Regions from separate parts of the Hordeum vulgare genome. Here region 2 is linked to region 1. The links are chromatin contacts, called in public Hi-C maps. All regions are on one chromosome and are shown on one strand. The core of a region is the stretch at or near the end of the contact, and the rest is flanking DNA. Distances in the headings are between cores, read along the strand shown.

The links. A called contact is a pair of places that touch in the nucleus more often than the background predicts.
Region 2: a contact with region 1 is called in a Hi-C map of seedling, with 2.6 times the contacts expected there. The contact joins the promoter of LOC123407485 here to the promoter of LOC123409892 in region 1. A contact is called at or near these places in 2 of 6 Hi-C or Micro-C datasets (leaf and seedling).

What each region holds. Positions count from the first base shown.
Region 1 is chr7H:615,142,593-615,145,891 of MorexV3_pseudomolecules_assembly, forward strand. It overlaps LOC123409892 (amino acid transporter AVT6E), which reads left to right and starts at 1,481. Exons shown (of 1, transcript XM_045102765.1): 1 at 1,481-3,299. The coding sequence starts at 1,941.
Region 2 is chr7H:615,326,254-615,329,552 of MorexV3_pseudomolecules_assembly, forward strand. LOC123407485 (protein S-acyltransferase 24-like) reads right to left here and starts at 1,782. Exons shown (of 13, transcript XM_045100625.1): 1 at 1,293-1,782; 2 at 459-599; 3 at 95-207. The coding sequence starts at 1,550.

The DNA.
Region 1 (3,299 bases), core at 231-2,730:
ATCAGCACAATTTATTTATTTCTTGGTCAGAGGAAACCGAGTATGATAAGATCATCTGTGTAGTGTACGTGTAGACTACTTCGGCTCGGCTACCCTCGTCCACTAGCACGTCTTCTACATGGAAGCTCTGTCATATAATATGAACGTAAAAGCGTCAGAAAAAAGAAATGAAGGCCCGACTGCCCGTACCATGTAATATGAAGGTGTGGGTGTCGTTGGAGCACGCTGATGCGGTGATGCCAATGACAACACTGCCGGTGGCCGTGGGTGTCGTTCCTTTCTTTGGAGGCGTCGCCGACGCGTGTCGGCATCTCCCCTCTTGCATTGGTGTTTGGCTGTTGTCTCCGGCGAAAGCCTAGGCTCGGTTTTGAATCGACAATGGCGATGTTCTCGATGTCACTCCTCTGTTAAGAGCATCGTGTATGAAGGCAGAGAGTGGATGTTGCGATCAGTTGGTGCTTGTTATGTACGCATCCAAGATGATGCCTTTCTTGAGACCGATTAAGTCCCGTCACCTACTCGCCAACCTTCTTTATGCAATCACGGTTGGATAGTGCATTGATTAAAGAAGTCAAGGTGATGTGTTGTCTTTAGAAGCGTCCGGTGTTGGTCGAGACATAGCTTTGTCATCCGGTCTAAGGCAGACACCTTGTGTTACAGTTGTAACATGTGTGTTGGCTTGTCTCCGGACGGCCTTGGTTTGGAGCATGTGCTACGCTTGTTGTTGCAATGAGGATAGTCTTCACGTAGTTTCTCTTTCCCTTCTATATAAATACAATACGCTTCAAGTTTAAAAAATCATATGAATAAGCAATGCCATTTCATATAACCGAGAAATTCAACCCCCCCCCCCCCGGTGGGGATTCTCGGAAGAGATTCAAATGATACCGGTCTTCATACTCTACGGTGATACGAGCTTCTGGACCGTTGAATCTCAGATCCGACGTCATTTGAGGAGTTGTTGTACCAGCATGCAACTTCAAGACTCTTGGATGACTTTTTTTGCAAAATGCACAAGTGTTCCCGGAAGGCGTTTGATCTAATCCTTTTTCGTGAGGGGATCATTCCTCCCTTCCAAACCCGCAATTACACTTGAGGTTCCATCAAAACATGGTCCTCGCACAAGAAGCGGCATTCCACGATCATTTGTGAGAAAATTTGAATGAGCCGCCGCGGAAAATCAAATCGGCGGCAATCGACCGGCTGACAGGTGGGCCCGTGACGCCAGGTGGAAGGAGGCGGCCAGAACGCAGGCCCCACCCGTCGGTGACAGGCAGGCAGCCGTACCGGGGGTGATGTGCTCCCACGTGCCCCGGGCACCACAGGAGAAATGCATCTACGTCTACGGTCTACCCTCCCACGCGCGTGCTACAGTGCGGAGCGGCCGTCCCCACCCGCCAGTGAGGGCGCACGCGCACGGGTAGCACGGGGTTGGTGCACCCGACTTTACGATTTTAGCAAGGAATTAACGTAAATCGACCGGTAGCGCTGCCTGGCCGGAAGAAAGGGAAGCAACGAGGCAACAGCAGGGGAGGGACGAAGCTCACCAGATCTCCGCCCTCCAACCCATCCATCCATCCATCCGTCGCCGGCGGCGGCACATCCGCCTCGCCAGGATCCTCGTCGGTCCCTGCTCCGGCAGAGCATACGGATCTCCGGTTGTGTGTTTCTCCGCCCGAATCTCGCCAAGAACCGAGATTTGCCCCGGCGGCTGCGGCCAATGCCGGCCTGGTTCCCGTGACGCCTTCCCGGCCTGCGTGGCGGGGATCGGGATCCTGCCCCCTTTCCCGCGCGGTGACCTGGTTCTTGCTTTGCCGGAGCGGCGGATTGGGCGGAGATTTCCATTTTTTTTTCTGTCCCCTGTTTCCGGCCGCAGGATCGGCCTCTCGTCGCCGTCGATCTTGCTTTTGGGCGCCAGCGCCATTGGCGCGCCGGGGAGCATGGTGAACTCTAACTACTCGGCGCTCCCGCTCACCGCCACCGCCATCGAGCTGCAGTCCGCCCACCCGCCGCCGCATCCTCCCAAATCTGGCGCCGCAGCCAATGGCGCGGCACACGCCAAGCTCACCAAGCAGGACTCCTTCCTGGGTGAGGTCGAGGACGACGACGCCCACGCCACCGCCGCCGAGCACGACGAGCTGCCGCTCATCGGCGACGACGGCCCGGCGGGTCCCCCCGAGGGCTCGGGGGTCTCCGGCGCGGTGTTCAACCTCGCGACCTCCATCATCGGGGCGGGCATCATGGCGCTCCCGGCGACCATGAAGGTGCTCGGCGTCGCCGTGGGGCTCGTCTCCATCCTCGTCATGGGGGTGCTCTCTGAGGTCACCATCGAGCTGCTCGTCCGGTTCTCGGTGCGCTGCCGCGCGCTGTCCTACGGCGAGCTCGTGCACCGGGCGCTCGGCCGCCCGGCCAGCGTCGTCGCGCAGTTCTGCATCATCGTCAACAACGCCGGGATCCTCGTCGTCTACCTCATCATCATCGGCGACGTCATGTCCGGGTCGCTCAAGCACATGGGCGTCATGGACCAGCTCATCGGCCACGGCGAGTGGGACAACCGGAGGCTGCTCATCCTGTTCGTTCTCGTGGTGTTTCTATCCCCGTTGTGTGCCCTCGAGAAGATTGACTCGCTGAGCTTGTCGTCTGCTGCGTCTGTCGGGCTCGCCGTTGTTTTTGTGGCGGTCTCGTGCATGATCGCGGTTGTGAAGCTCGTCGAGGGCAAGCTCGCCGCGCCGAGGATGGGGCCGGATTTTAGCTCGAGGGCGGCGATCCTTGACCTTCTCGTTGTGATACCCATCATGACCAATGCCTACATCTGCCATTTCAACGTGCAGCCCATCTACAATGAGCTCAAGGAGAAGACACCCCGCAACATGTACAACGTCGGCCGGATCTCCACCGTGCTCTGCGTCGTCGTTTACGCGCTGACTGCCATCTCGGGGTACCTCCTGTTTGGCGACGACACCGAGTCCGACGTGCTCACCAACTTCGACAAGGACCTCGGGATCAAGTTCAGCACGGTGCTCAACTACATTGTGAGGATCGGGTACATCATCCACCTGGTCCTCGTCTTCCCGGTCGTCCACTTCTCGCTGAGGCAGACGGTGGACTCGCTGGTCTTCGGCGAGCTCGCGCCCCACAGCAGGAAGAGGATGCTCTCCCTGACAGTAGTTCTGCTGGCCCTTATCTACCTCGGCTCGACCATGATACCCAACATCTGGATGGCCTTCAAGTTCACCGGCGCAACGACGGGGCTGGCATTGGGCTTCATGTTCCCAGCCCTCGTGGCGCTGCGGCTGGAC
Region 2 (3,299 bases), core at 532-3,031, 180 kb after region 1:
TGATGTACCAGCAGACATATATTACATAATGTACCAGCAGAAATAATTGTTAGGCTAATGAGTTACTCAAGACTCAAGAGCATAAGGTACGAACCAGTGCAATGGGCTTCTTCCATCGTTGTCAGGGACATCTGGACCGGCATTCCATTTTGCAACAATGTGGTAAATAAATGCCGTCTGACCATACTGCGCTGCAACATGTGTGGCCTGCAAACAGAGTTATATTGGTGTAAAGAGTTGTAATAACTAATAACTACTCCGATGCCACATGCGGGTGTCGTGTTACAAATCTCTTATCGTGTAACTTGCAGACAAACAAGATGAGAATAGTTGATCAATTTGGCAGGCAAATATCCAACAATTAGTTGTCTATCAGTTGTGAATGAACATTGGACACCCAAACGCAAACACAAAGGCAAAACAAGGGCCAAAGACACGGAAGAAGTCAGTATGCAGACCTGATAACCATATAAATCAGCAGCATCCACCTTAGCTCCTTCCTTCAGAAGTAGTTCAGCAACTTGTATGTGACCGCGTACGGCACTCCAGTGAAGTGCTGTCTGCCCAGTGTGATCCACAGCATTTACATCTCCACCATGCTGTCCAAAGAGCACAAAATCATCACCCGGCCAAATAAAGCACATTCAGGCATCTGCAACTACCAGGAACAAGTAGCACGTATAAAGCCCATTCACGCGCTCAAGTACTTAACAGACATGGTGTTGATCGCCATGGAGTACACTACATTGTATGAGCAGACTATCTCGAGCACACTAACACTTTCATTCGCTTATACTCGGAACTGTGGAGGAATTAAACGGAAACCGAGCGGTGAATGCGACAATCAACAAGCCGATGTCCTCGAACGAATCCGCTAGACACAAATCCATACAGTTAACCAACTCAAACATACTGCCTCACTTCATTGTAAGCATATATGGCTGTCCAAACCTACCCAGCCACAGCACTAGGACACTCAAGTATCCCCTCAACCGAGACACCAAATGAGCCGCTGAAGAAACTCCCCCCGAACTCATACATGCTTCATACTCCCTCGGTTCCTAAATACAAGTCTTTTGAGAGGTTCCACTACGGACTACATACATACATACGGATGTATATACATACATAATTTAGAGCGTGGATTTACTCGTTTTGCTTGGTAGGTGGTCTCTAATTGGAATCTCTAAAAAGACTTTATATTTAGGAACTGGGGGAGTAGAATCCTGCTACAAAGGCCGCATGTCCGATTCCAAGCATGGCGTGTGTGGTGCGGAAGCAAAGCTAAGAACCTCGAGGATGTACTGCGCGGCGGCGACGCGGTTGTTGAGGACGGCCCACTGGAGCGCGTAGTACCCGGAGGCGTCGGTGCCGCCCACGGGGCGGCCCTCCGCCTCCACCAGCCGCTGCAGCTTCTCCAGATCGCCGTACGCCGCCGCCGTGTACACGTCGTCCTTGAGCGCCTCCCCCTCCTCCGCCGCCGCCGCCGCCAACGGCACCTCCGCCGCGGCGGCGGTGGTGTCCTCGAGCACCTCGATCTCCGACGCCATGGGGGGCGGGTGGGATCGGGGCGGGGGTTTTGGGGGAATTGCGGGGCTGGTGGGGACGAGGGAGGGGGGGCAAGAGGAGCTCGGCCCGGGCTGCTGCGGTGGTTGGGGGGGAGTCTGGTTTGACTGGGCGTTGGTGGCGAGGTGACGGCCTCCGGCGACGCGCGCGGGCTGGTCTCCGCTCTGCCGCTGCGGGAGAACGCGAGAGGAGGGGGGCTGGCTGGCTGGGGAGACCGACCCGGAGAAGGGGGGACGAATTTTGCGTGCCGGGACCTCCGTTTTCTCCTTATTCTTTTCCTAAGCAATCGGGCTACGATTTCGAATACTAATTCGAAACCGGCGAGATTCAAATCACAGCTTATACAGCTTCGAAACCTCTACTACATGCCTGGTTTCAAAATCGATTCGCACCTTCAGCTCACGGTTGTTGGAGCAACGTTTCAAACGTAGGCGGAGGCGAAAGCTTTGCCCGAGCGGGTTATACGCCACGGCGCATGGGGTCTTTTATTTTTCTTGAGACCTCTTGAACCATGCGTCTAAATTTAAGATGCAAGGAAGAAGAAGAAAAATCATACGAGTCCAGACAGTACTCGATGTTGCTATTGTTTATTTATTTTCTATATTTCCGACTCGATGTTGCTTTTGTTTACGACCGAGGCGTAGCCTTTAGGGCATCTTCATTGCGGTCCAGCAAAATGGTCCATAAAGTTGTCCGTAATGATAGTATCATGCATGCCAACTAGGCATTTTCGATGAGGTTGTATAGAATTAAATGAAGAAAGAAAGGGTTGAGTATCATATCATGATATTGTATCATATTAAATGATGTGCTACTATGTGTCTTGCATGACAATAAATGAAATACACTATAATACTAACATATGATATTATGCATTACGGATGTGGTATCATATACTAGTATCATATGCATGATACTAGTATATTACCCATTACAACCAGCCTAAATATTTGAGCCGTACTTCCCCAGCACTTTTTGCTCTCCAATGACATGCATCAAACATCCGTGGGTCAGTTTAGATGTCTGAATTCTCGTAAATATGAACCAAATATGAGTACCTTTGAAAAAATCCAAACCGTTCGCTTGGTCCACCGTCAATCACATGTCCCTGCAGCCTTTTTTTTCCCTTGACATTTGCCTAGTAACCGAGAAATCCTCTTCTAAGCCCGAGCTCATTTGCTCCCTCTCACAAAAAAATCTAAAAAAAATACTAAATAAATTAAAAAAAATTGTGGTAGATATTTTGATGCGTGAGGTTCGCTTCAAATTTCAAGTTATTTGGACATCCGAGCAGTTTTCGGCAAAAAAGACAAATCGGGTCAAAAAATTGTAAACAGTCAACCTTTTTCACAGACCCAAATTTTGTATTTTTTTGTCGAGAGATGTTCAGATGTTGAAATAACTTGAAATTTTAAGCAAACCCCACGCATTAAAATATCTACCACATAAAAAAATTGAAATTTTTTAAATTTGTTTAGTATTTGTTTTAATTTTTTTACGTCGGCACGCGTGCAGATGCACCCGAGAGGCGAAACGCCGCGTCTCCTAGTAACCCTTTCTATTCGGACTTGATGCATACATTGGATGACTACCTCCACTGCTACTGTTTATCAACACGTCGAGACGTGTCCGTGGACATTTGAGGTGCCTATTTTGATGTACGGCGCATGCTTGGATTTGGGGTATTTTGGGAGCGCTCCTGCGCAGAGTACACAAAGGTTGAAGCATGGCCT